Linked DNA regions of Mus musculus: region 1 is linked to region 2. A link is a contact called in public HiChIP or PLAC-seq data. All regions are on one chromosome and are shown on one strand. Each heading gives the region's core, a stretch centred on a gene start, on an enhancer-like site or on the middle of the called end of the contact. The rest is flanking DNA. Distances are from core to core; before and after follow the strand shown. Region 1 overlaps 1700011B04Rik (RIKEN cDNA 1700011B04 gene). Region 2 overlaps Cdyl (chromodomain protein, Y chromosome-like).

What was found. HiChIP or PLAC-seq counts read pairs in DNA pulled down with a chosen protein or histone mark.
Region 1: an H3K4me3 HiChIP or PLAC-seq map of pro-B cells shows a contact between it and region 2, with 6 times the contacts expected there. The contact joins two enhancer-like sites. A contact is called at or near these places in 2 of 39 promoter capture datasets (HPC-7-derived erythroid cells and hippocampal neurons), 1 of 15 datasets of contacts at CTCF or cohesin (the NIH/3T3 cell line), 3 of 484 Hi-C or Micro-C datasets (LSK cells, embryonic stem cells and epidermal suprabasal cells) and 2 of 115 datasets of contacts at active chromatin or transcription factors (large pre-B cells and pro-B cells).

The regions. Positions count from the first base shown.
Region 1 is chr13:35,186,585-35,192,041 of GRCm38.p6, reverse strand. 1700011B04Rik (RIKEN cDNA 1700011B04 gene) reads right to left here. Exons shown (of 3, transcript NR_045616.1): 3 at 4,028-4,507. Among named protein-coding and RNA genes, the nearest start is that of 1700011B04Rik, 7.7 kb to the right of the region's middle. Within about 2 kb of position 2,806, at least 148 of the 459 cell types and tissues checked have an H3K27ac peak or open chromatin away from gene starts, as enhancers often do. A contact at or near this core is called in pro-B cells, where this site is marked.
Region 2 is chr13:35,779,760-35,785,498 of GRCm38.p6, reverse strand. The region is part of intron 3 of Cdyl (chromodomain protein, Y chromosome-like); the gene reads right to left. Among named protein-coding and RNA genes, the nearest start is that of Cdyl, 120 kb to the right of the region's middle. Within about 2 kb of position 2,313, at least 78 of the 459 cell types and tissues checked have an H3K27ac peak or open chromatin away from gene starts, as enhancers often do. A contact at or near this core is called in pro-B cells, where this site is marked.

The sequences.
Region 1 (5,457 bases), core at 1,557-4,056, 590 kb after region 2:
AATAAACTGTTTGATTGGGGTTGCAAGGCAAACGCAAGCCACTGGCAGGAGACTGACAATCTGAACTTGAGCATTGTGGGGAGGGCTGAAGAGGGGGGAGAGGCATTGACTAGCTGTGAAGGGAAGACCATTTATTTAGCAGTGGACCTTATAAACTCTTCTCTGAGAAACTAAACTACTTTTTTTTTCACTATTCTAACTAGAATCAGAATTAACCTGAGTTAGATACCAAGAAGAAAAGAGGGCATTCCCCACGCATGTCTCAGGTACTTTCTGTTTTTAACACCCGAAGATATGTGAGTATTAAATCCGCAGGATCACTGTAGGGGACTGGTGTTCTGCAGATAACCTGAAATGACTGATGGGGTCATATTCTCAAACAAGTCCAGACTCCTCTTAGCTCAGCTCAGTTGGAAGAAAGAAAATCATTCTTAGGCAGGCACCTGGAAGAAGCTGTGATTGCCAATTGTGTCCAATGAGTCGGTTTCCCTCCGGAGAGGCTTGACACCTATCCATCTGCATGATGTCCTAACAATAGAAAATCAGAGCAGGCAGTATCTGCCTGCTGCTCCAAGCCTAGATCATCCCTCAGGGGTTCTCCCCTCGTAGGGCTATACTGTGCTCCTGCTCTGTGAGATTTTCCAGCCGAGTTTAAAGTACACCATAGTCCAGGTGTTTAATGTCACAATACAAGACCAATTTTATAAGGTGCTCTTCCTTGAAGAGTTAGGTGAAGGGACTCAAAAGGACAATTTGCCCCAACAATAAAGCTATTTATTTGTTCTGGGACAGCTGTCACTGTACAGTGACACTTCCACTATGCAAGATTTGCACTTTGAAGCTTATTGATAGATTTAATTTTTATGGTGTTCAGGTTTGTATGATAAGGCCTGGATATATCTCAACTACTTTGATCAATAATAGGCCAAGCTTTGGCAAGTCAAATCCTCTGATAATTCTTAAGTTGCCTGAGTCCCAATTTAGCCTCCCAAACTTCTTTTCATTATGGCTTGAAATTTTACAAATTTACAGAATTATCATCACACTGTAAAATTTTCAAAAGAGGGATTATTGGGGGGGGGCGGTAAGAGGGTGAGAATGCAGGGACAAAATTAGCCTGGTCTCAAAGCCAGATCACCAGTTATCAAGTATAGGTAAGTGGCTGTACACTCTTCTTTACTATTAAATGGAGGTGGGAAGGCAGCCATGGTGGTGCATACCTATAGTCCCAGCACTTCGGAAGCGTAGGCGGGAGTATCATAGTTCAGGGTCAGTCTGGACAACACAGGGAGACCCTGTCTCAAAAATGGGGAGGGGTATGTGAAATTTATTCCAAAAGACGGTTGTGAAACTACAAGCTGTTTCATGCAATAGGTGCTCAGCTAATCATCCTGGCTGTGTGGATTGCATCGATTGCTCTCAGCAGTGTTGGAAGTAGCCTTGAGCTCTGCTTTTCTTGATCCCTTACATACTTTGTTTCAAAAGGAGGCTCACCTTATACACGAAGAAACTGAAACTTAACAGGTTAATAGCTAGTTCAAGTGGTCAATTAGAACCAAAGAGCCAGGGGTGGTTTTCTCCAGACTTGTTTTGTAGTCCCCTTCTTTAGATCACATTCTTTTGATTTGTTTTATGGTACTGGGGATTGAACTAGGGCCTCATGTATGTTAGGAGGCAAATGCTTTACCTCTGAGCTGTCCCCAGTCCTCTTTTCACTTTGGGACAGGGTCTCATGAAGTTTCCCCTGGTTGGCGGTGAACTTGCCATCCGCTTGTGTCAGCCTTTCCAGTAGCTAGGATTACAGGCTCAAGTTACCATCTCTTTTTGATCTGATTAAGATTGACATCCCTAGGCCTTTAAATTATTCCTTTTTTTCCTTCATTTCATTTCATCTTTATTTTCTCCCTCTCTTTTTTCTCCTTATAAGTGTATTTGTAGCATGGGCAAAATGCCCTCTCTGTCTTCATAAGACAACTATGTAAGAGAAATACAAAAGAATCTTCCTGGTGCCCACATTTATACATTTTACAAATACACACACACACACCACATACATAAGTTACAAAGGACAGATGCATTATTTCAATATAGATAATTGTTGCCTCTTTCACAAAAAAAAAAACACAGGAGACATAATCAATATAGAATCATATCTCTAAGCATCCCTGACCCTGACATGTCATCTCCAGTATCTGTGTTGGCCCAGAAATACGACCAGGTAATAGCTATAGAACCTTGACTCGAATCTATTCAAAATACATTAAGATTGATGATTTTATTATGTGAGTTCACTCACGTGTGCACACACACATGCGTGTAGCCATGCCTGTGATTATGTGAATTTTCCTTCCAGGAGCCACAAGCTGTGGGCACAGCCCCAGTGTGAAAAGAGCCAGTGTTGTCCAGGGTAACAGCACTGTCTAAGAGAGCTGACTGGACATGCTGTGTTCACAGATCTGACTGCATCTTCAGACGATAGTCTGCCAAGCTAATGTGATTAATGTGTTCCTGGTGGCAGCATTTCCTGCTACTCTGTTTTCCGTGAAGACAGATCACACTGCCTCGCAGCCTCCAACTGAGCTCTAGAAGCCAGGCAGGAAGGAAGCCAAGCCCACTGCCGCCCACACCTCACCTCTGCACCTCAGCTGCTATGCACACATTCCACCAATTTTTCAGAAAGGAGCGCCATCCATGGAGGATGTGGAACAGCTGGGGGCCCTGATTTTGCGCCCTCTCTCTTCCTCCATGCCCCACCACACAGTCTCTGCAGATGTCTAGTGTGAAGCGGAAGCGGTGTGGCTCGTTAGCATGCCCGGAAAAGCGGCAGACGGAAGTGATCTGACAGGCCTACTCTTGCAGCTGCAGGGAATTGGTGGGTGGAGTGCCAGGGGCCAAGAGAGGACGAAGCTCAAGCGTGTCTTCACCCTTTGGCTTCCTTGAAGTACGAAGGCCTGTGGCCTGCCCTTGCTCCTCACCCTGTGGCACACTGGTCGAGCAGGTTACACCAGATCCATAGCCTTCCATGCACTACCCAGTTTCTTAGAAGTTAAGGCGCGTCAAGAATAAAATGAATGAAAATGCTTTTGCTGGGGGAGAAGTAAATACGAAGCTTTATAAAAATAATCACCCAAAGAACCAGGTCAAAGGTCGGTGGCCCTGCCCTTGCCCGTAGCAGACATCTGGGTTTTCTGTGTTAGTTCGTTTTTAATTCTGGAGTCAGGTGACACTTCACCCAGAAGACAAAAATGCATTCCCAGGATCAAAAGATGCTCATTTTATAGACAGAAAGGGTCTGAAAACAGAAACCAGAAAGAGGAAAAAGTGAGATGGGTCACTTCCAAGTCACTTTTGATGGTGGCTCATCTTGATCATTAACGTGATTGGATTGAGAAATAACATAGGTTAGAAAGCGCCCTCTCCAGATGTCAGAGGATTAAGACTAAAGACCCTCCTCAAATGAGGCCACATCACCACATGTGCTGGCATCCTGGAGCCAATAAGAGCAGAAGAAAACTGCCTGCTAGTGGGTCCTCTTTCTTGACACCTCCCACTCCAGCTTTTCTCCTTCTTCTCTCCTCCCTTCCCCACTCCTCCCACCAGGTCTCTCTTCCCACAACCTTCTTCATGTTTGCTATGAGGTAAGGAACTCTGCTCCACCGCACACCTTCTGCCATCCGACATTGTCATCCTGTGCAACATCTTCACCATTTAGAAACCATGAACCAAAACAAATCCCTTCTCACTCGAGAGCCATGACAAAAAGTCCGACTAACACTTTCCTGCTCTGCTTGGGAAATGGGGACAAAAAGACAGAACCATAGAAAAAGAACTGAGTGCTTATCAAAGGATTGTGTCAAGTTACCTCCTGTCTCTCCTCCCTGGGGGAACCAGCCTCTTACGCACTGGGCTGGGCTGAATGGAGGGAAGCTTGGCGTGGGTGGGTGGGTCCAATGCAGGGCCTTGGTCCGAGGTGAGTGTGTGGGTAAAGAACACACACATGCACACACACACACACACACCAGGATTAGCTTCAGAGACTGATTCAGTTTATTGTGGAAGGAGGAAAAAAGCTTTGAGGGGCGGGCTATCAGGGTGAGTGTACCTCATTGGCTGGGGATGCCTCATTTGCATAAGGAGGAATTCCAGGTGCTGCTGCACATGACTTATAAGGGGAAAGGAAGTTTAAATTGGCCACTGGCTACTTGACCTCCTCTGGTAAGGTAAGGGTGGGGGGCACTGGACTGCGTGCACAGGTACATACAGGCCTGGGGCAGAGGCGGCAGTATTCCTACTTCTACAGATCTCAGGATGAGATTTCAGGGGTTTGAATTGCCTCCACCCCACTCTTGCTCCACGGCTGCTCCTCTCAGTCCCATAGCTCTCTGGCCCCACATAGAGTTGTTGTTGTTGGTGGTGGTGGTGGTGTCATCGTCGTCATCGTTGTTGTCTCATTGTTCAAAAGGATTAAGGCAAAAGAAACTTCATCATTATCCCAATTGAAACTGTCCTGTTCAGGAAATGAGGCGATTTCATGTTATATCTTCTGTCATGATTTCTTGGACATTCTGATACCCGGCTTAATTTCCAACATGGTGACACAGAATTTTAGTGTGAGTGGGTAACCCAACTGTGATTTCTAGTTTGATGCTATAGTATGGATGCTGAGTGTCCCCTAAAGGTCCATGTGTTAGAGGCTTGGTCCCCACGGTTTGGGTCTTAGGAGGGTGTGGTACCTTTGAATGATAGGGCTTAATGGAAGGTCCTTAGACAACTGGAAGAGTGCCTCAAAGAGAAAGAGGACGGTGGGGTCAATGCTCCTTCTTGTTCTTCTTGTTCCCTTTGTTCCTCTCTCTCTCTCTCTCTCTCTCTCTCTCTCTCTCCCTCCCTCCCTCCCTCCCTCCCTCCCTCCCTCCTGGCACTTTTGCTTTGCCACAGGCTCCTGTCAGAACATGTGAGAACATGATGTCCTCACCTGAATCCAAATCAATCCAATCAGTCATGCATTGAAACCTCTAAAACTGAGTGAAAATAACTTCTGATCTAATAATCTATATTAGATGTGCTCTACATATATACTATAGTAATATAATGCCAATTAACACACTGGTCAGTGGAGGCTCCATGCAAGTCCAACACAGTGGCACCTTCAGACCTCTAGTGAGAGGGCAAGGCTGATTCCATGACAGGTTTCAAATTGGCAGTTAAAGAAACTAGGCCTAAAAACCCAGGCTTCAGGCACCAGTCAGAAACTTCCCCACCACCTGGCCTGAAACAAGGACAATGGGAATGGTTTAGTAGTTTCCAGCTAGCCGCCTTACCCCAGTAATGGAATGTCCTTAGAGATAGGGTACGATGAAGCCCACCTACTCCAGGATTCCCCTAGGGTGCTTTAAATTGGGCCTGAGAACTCACTTTGGGGTCTCTCTATCTTGGTAATGGGGAGACCCCAGCATGCTG
Region 2 (5,739 bases), core at 1,064-3,563:
AGCTATGTCACGTGGCTCACAACCACCTGTTATCTGTTAATTCTGAAGTTCTGAAATTAACCACCTATTAATTCTGAAGTCAATTCTTGATGTTCACATTGCTGATTTTATGAGATTACTAAGAATACTAAAGCAATAAATACTAAAACACTGATAGTATAATAAAAGACAACAGTCTGTGGGGCGGGCTCTCTGGCCTCTCTGACAGAAAGACTGCAGTCTAATATAAACCCAATGGTTCTGGACCCCTCAAAACCAAAGTGAACTTAATTAAGTGTTAAATTTCTCAATAACTAAACTTAAAAAAAAAAAAAAGGCCACTTTCATGGTCACTGAAGTGAGCCTTGTCTATTCATGTGTTTTAGACATTGATTTCTGTTGGGTGATTTTCCACGACTCCACTCTAATTCTAGAGTTTATTTTTAAAAGGAGAGGTAAAAAGAAGTTGATTTATTTCTTAAATAAGGAAACAATAAAGGTGGTGGTGTAGTTTGAATGGAAGTGTCTAGCACAGGCTTTTATCTTAGAACCTTCAGTCCCTAGTTGACAACACTGCTTGGGGGAGGATATGGAAACATGCTGGAAGAAGTATGCCGTGCGGACAGGCTTTGATACATATACATATGTGTATGTGTGTATGTATGTATGTTTGTATGTATGGGAAGGATTAGGAGGTATGGCCTTAACGGAGGAAGTGTGTCACTGGGAATGGACTTTGAAGTTTCAAAAGACTCACACCATTCCTAGTGTGCTCTGGGCTTCTTGCTCGTAGATCAAGATGTGAGCTCCCTGCTGTTTGTCACCATGTCATTATGGGTTCTAATACTTTAAACCATAAGCCCAATTACATGCTTTCTTCTACAAGCTGCCTTGGTCAGTGTTTTATCTCAGCAACAGAAAAGTAATCAATACAGATTCTCCATCTGGAACCATACGCCAAAATAAACCTCCTTCCTAAATTGCTTTTGGTCATGGTTTTATCACAGCGATAGAAAAGTAATGAATACAGGTGGCAAACAAGATGTTGCAACAACTGAAATTTGGGTTATGGCTCAACGAAAAGTAAGTCAGACCATGGTATGTCTGTGATTTTGCAATGGGCAGTGTAAACCCATTTTACTCACAAAGGAATATGCATTACATTTTCTAAACCACACATTTTAATACCACATGGAAAACGGGGGCACTTTAAAGAATTCCCATACAGTGATGGCAATCACTGCCCTCTGGTTTACATTTCACATCTCTGACCTGTTGCTCGGACCATGAGAGTTTGGCAGCCACTGGGGTGAACAGGTGAGAGAGAGATTAATAGTGCTGAGGCGAGATGGGATTCTACCTCACATCATTAAGATCAATATAATTTAGTGCGCAACTAGAATACACAAAAAAAAGCTGACCCCGCGGCTACTGACATCCAAGACTGTGTGTGCCAAGAGTGGAGTAAGATTCGGGAGCATTCTGACACTCTAGATTTCACTCTGGGTGTGAGGCAAAGCCTTGTTACTATAGCATTCAGTCCGGTGTGGGCATGGTACTGTATCTCACCACCTACTTACTATGTTCTTACGGTTGCAGGATCTGAAACGCCTGCGGACATCATTTTGAACCACTTCCCAATGCACTCACTCACCCAGCACACTGATCCTGTCTCCCCTCACACAACTTCCTGTGTCCGTGTCTATCATGTCTCTTCTTATGAGGAACTGAAACTGGTAGAGACCCATTTCCCACTGAACAAGTGGCTGGTGTTACATACTGTTAAACTGCTTTAAAACATCAATACTAGAATTAATAAACTCTTACTGTAAGCACTCCTTGTGATGCTTACTTCCCTGTGTATATATAAGCAAAGCATGTCAGTGGGCGGGACATCTGGACTCTCCAATTGACAGCTGGGATTCACGGTGTTCTGGTTCCCTTGAACACAGACAGGACTGTCAGTCAAGCAGTACCTTCTATTTAAATGATCTCAAACACACCTTGGGGGAACTGCAGGAAGACTGCAGCTGCTTGCTCTAACTTCTCAAAGTGCAGCTCCAGCCGCAACTATTTCCAGGAGTTTCTTGTACCAGCTCTGCTGACTCTTGAACTCCTTCTCCCCAAGGCAAAGGGCGAGCATTCTCCTGCTCCTTCTTACTCTGAAGAGGTGAAGTAGAGCTGAGCGACAGTCATCTACAGAGGAACACCTTGCTACTGAAAACTGAAAGAGGCCGGGCTGGGACTAGAAGTGACATTTTAAAGAGAGGGAACTAGGGGTCACTTGCCAGATGGCAGAGGTAGAGATGTGGAAACCCTGTAGCCTTGACAGTGATGGGAGGTGGAGCCACTCTGACAGGCATGGGTGACAGTGGTAATGAGGACAGTCACAGACAGGACCTAAAGGGTTGATATTTAAAACTACACCACTAGAGGGTGCCACCTGCTGTTCCTGCCTGTCAAAAGTTAGGCATACAAAGGCTGCAGGAGGCAGCTGAAGTTTCTCCTGGATCAAGGGAGTGTCCAGTGTGGTGAGTGCAGGGTCATTTTATTTACAGAAGACACCAGAAAAGGTGTACTAGGATCCCGAAGAACTTGATGATGCAGAAAGAAGAAAATCTACTGGGGGAACTCATGGCATAGCCTGGTTTAGTTGGCACAGCCAGCACAAACACTAAAGTGCTGAGGTTAGAACAAGACACCCAGTCACCTCTTGGTAGAACTTTATTTTTTAAGACACTTTAACATCTTTTTTGGCCCTACAAGAGTAAATGAGATATATGGATCTTTTCAGTAATCACTTTCCAGGCACACAAAAATGCTACAAAGATCCACTACAGCTGCTGAGAACACGCATGTCTAGCTCCCTACCGAAGGAGCACTTATCCCCTCATGGGAAACCCAGATCTCTCCATGGTTAGCTGCTTTTCAAGATGATCCTGTTTATCTGTGTGTCCTGAGGATCAACCACCATAAACAACACAGAAAGGAGAGAAGTGTGCAATCAGTGTATAATCTGCATCACCATTCTAGGACGGCAGGTACAGTCCACATGCACATATGCACACATGCATGCATGTATGCACACATATATGAAACCGACGTCATGATCCACGGTCCAAGGGAACCAAGGGAATGCTCACTGCACTACTACCCTCACTCTGCCTGCATTAGGAGAAAAACCATTACCTAGGATCCTATTTATCATTCTGCATGAGCTCCTTCAAGCTTCTCACAGGAATGGCAGCTGGCACATCTGCCAGAGCAATCTCTAGTCCTAGCTTTGGCTAACAGGGGTCGCCTAAAACCATCATAAAGCACAGATATTTACATGATGACTCCTAAGAGTAGCAAAAGTACAGTTAAAAAGTAGCAAGGAAATGATTTTATGGTGGGGAGGGGATCACCATGACCTGAGGAACTGTATTAAGAGGTAGCAGCACTAGGAAGGCTGAGAACCACTGCTGTAGTAAGTGCAAGTCAGTGACTTCCCAGTCTTCCCAGGGCTGGAGAGATGGCCCAGCGACTACAGTACTTGCTGCTCTTGCAGAAGACTGGGGATTGGTTCCGTTCCAAGCACCCACATGGTGACTCAGAACCATCTACAACTCCAGTTTCAGGAAATACAATGCCCTTTTCTGACGCTTCAAGGGTACCAGGTACACATGCAGCACACATCCATACATGCAGCCAAGCACTTACACACATGAAAATACAATAAGTCTTTTTAAAAAAGTCAGTCCAGTATTTTTAGGACACATTTTATTCTCTATAGTTTGCTAGAATGTAGAAGTTAAAAATAACTGGAATGTACAGTTTTATTCAAAACACAAAATATGTCAACAAATCTGTTTACTCTGAGTCTGAGAAAGAAACTCTGGGCAAATTTTCCCAAAACAGAGAGACAAGCAGTAAGATTGTAATAACCACCAATAAAGCAAACCAGAATGGTGCAGAAATATCTCACACACAACCAACTTCCTAAACAAGCAGCGTAGCAAACTCAATCTTTTGGTGGAAAAAAAAAATCACAGGTGCCTCAGCGTACAAAGCATCCCAGACACCTGAGAGATGCAGGTCTGGGAACTCTATGAGCAGCTCAACATTAGATATTTAAGAGGATCCAACAATAGCAAGCAAGGAGCTGCGAACCGTGTCTTCAAAGTCAAGCCCACTCATCCCCTCAAAGGCAGCAAACAACCTCCTCACCAGCAAGTGTGGACATGAGAGTATCTTCCAGACACGTGGAACACACTCACTTCATAGTGAAATCCTGGAACACTCCCAGTACCTGCATGAAACCTGCGACATTATCTACCAAGCCTATCTGAACAGCCCTTCCTGGAAACCCCCAGCCTAGCAGACAACATGGATATAAAATTTCAAGGAAGGAGGCGCTAACAGAAAGTAGATTAAAGTGCAACACAACATATACACTTGTAAATATATGCACATATGCACCTAGCCACAAAACATCAAAGGGCTTAAAAACAAGTTCAGAGAGACACACCATCCGTGTTAAACCATCAGTAGTCAAACAAGACTGTTCACTCAAAATGATGCAGAAATTCAATGCAAGTTCCTACCATGAAAACCCCTGAAGGTCCCACAGGGCCCAGCAGAGTGAACTCAGCATCTCTATATGAGAACACGAAGTTTCCTGAAAAGCCAAAAGAACTTTTATAATAGCAGGGGGAGAGCTCGCCAATTTGAGATGAAAACTTACAAAGTTGTAGTAATTAAGCCCTTGTTACACACAATAAGAAACATGCAACCATAGCCACAGAAAACAAACTTAACACTCAAACTGATCCCACACTTGGGCGGCAACTGGCAGGCCCTTTAATACACACCCTTCCATCTGACTATCTCCTGGTACTTTCATCTGATTCACCCTGAGAATTTACTGCCTTACTGGACCTCTAAGAGGAAAAAGAAAAAGAAGGGGGAGGGAGGGGGGAGGGAGGGAGGGGGGCAAGAGGAAAGGAAGGAGGGACAGACCACTGAAGGAAAGTCAGGCAACACTAAGGAAAGGATGACACAGGTCTACCCACAGCAACATGAAGAGCATCTGGCTGATGGGAAAGGCTGCAATATTAGACCCTTTGTGTGTGCACTTAACATGATCATATTCAAGTACGCTGTGGCCGGAATAACCTCGGCAAGAGCTCACTTCTTGAACATTCCTCTTCCCCAATTAACCAATCCCATCACGCTGTGAATCAGAGCTCCCACCAAAGTCATCACCTGCATCAGCAATTACAAAAAGGAAGCCATGTTGGCGCTGGTGTGCTGCTAGACTGGTTTAGGTTCTGGGACACTTTTTACAAAAAGAATTACTTTGCCAAGATACTTTTGCCTCGTTTGTTGTTTCTTCAGTACCAGAATAATTTATTTGTTGTTTCTAACAGTTTTCAGCGGTCTGTCTACTTTTCTTCTTTTACAGGCTAAGCTGACAATGAACCCGAGACCACCAGCAACAGAATTACAGGCTGGACCATGTCCTACTTTGCTTCCCCAACCCTTTTCAATACAGGTTCTCGGGTTGGAGCACAGGTCCTTGTCCTTGAGCAACTGAGCACTTTCTATGTCTAAATAATGTGCCTTCCAAGCATGCTAACACAATTCCTACTAACACACAAGTTCTGATTCAATAGGTCTGGGGCACACCTGAGACTGCACAGCATTCTGTCATCACACATGCTCTAGTGACACTGAAATGATTTCTGAAGAAGGAACTGTTTACTGCAGAACTGAAAC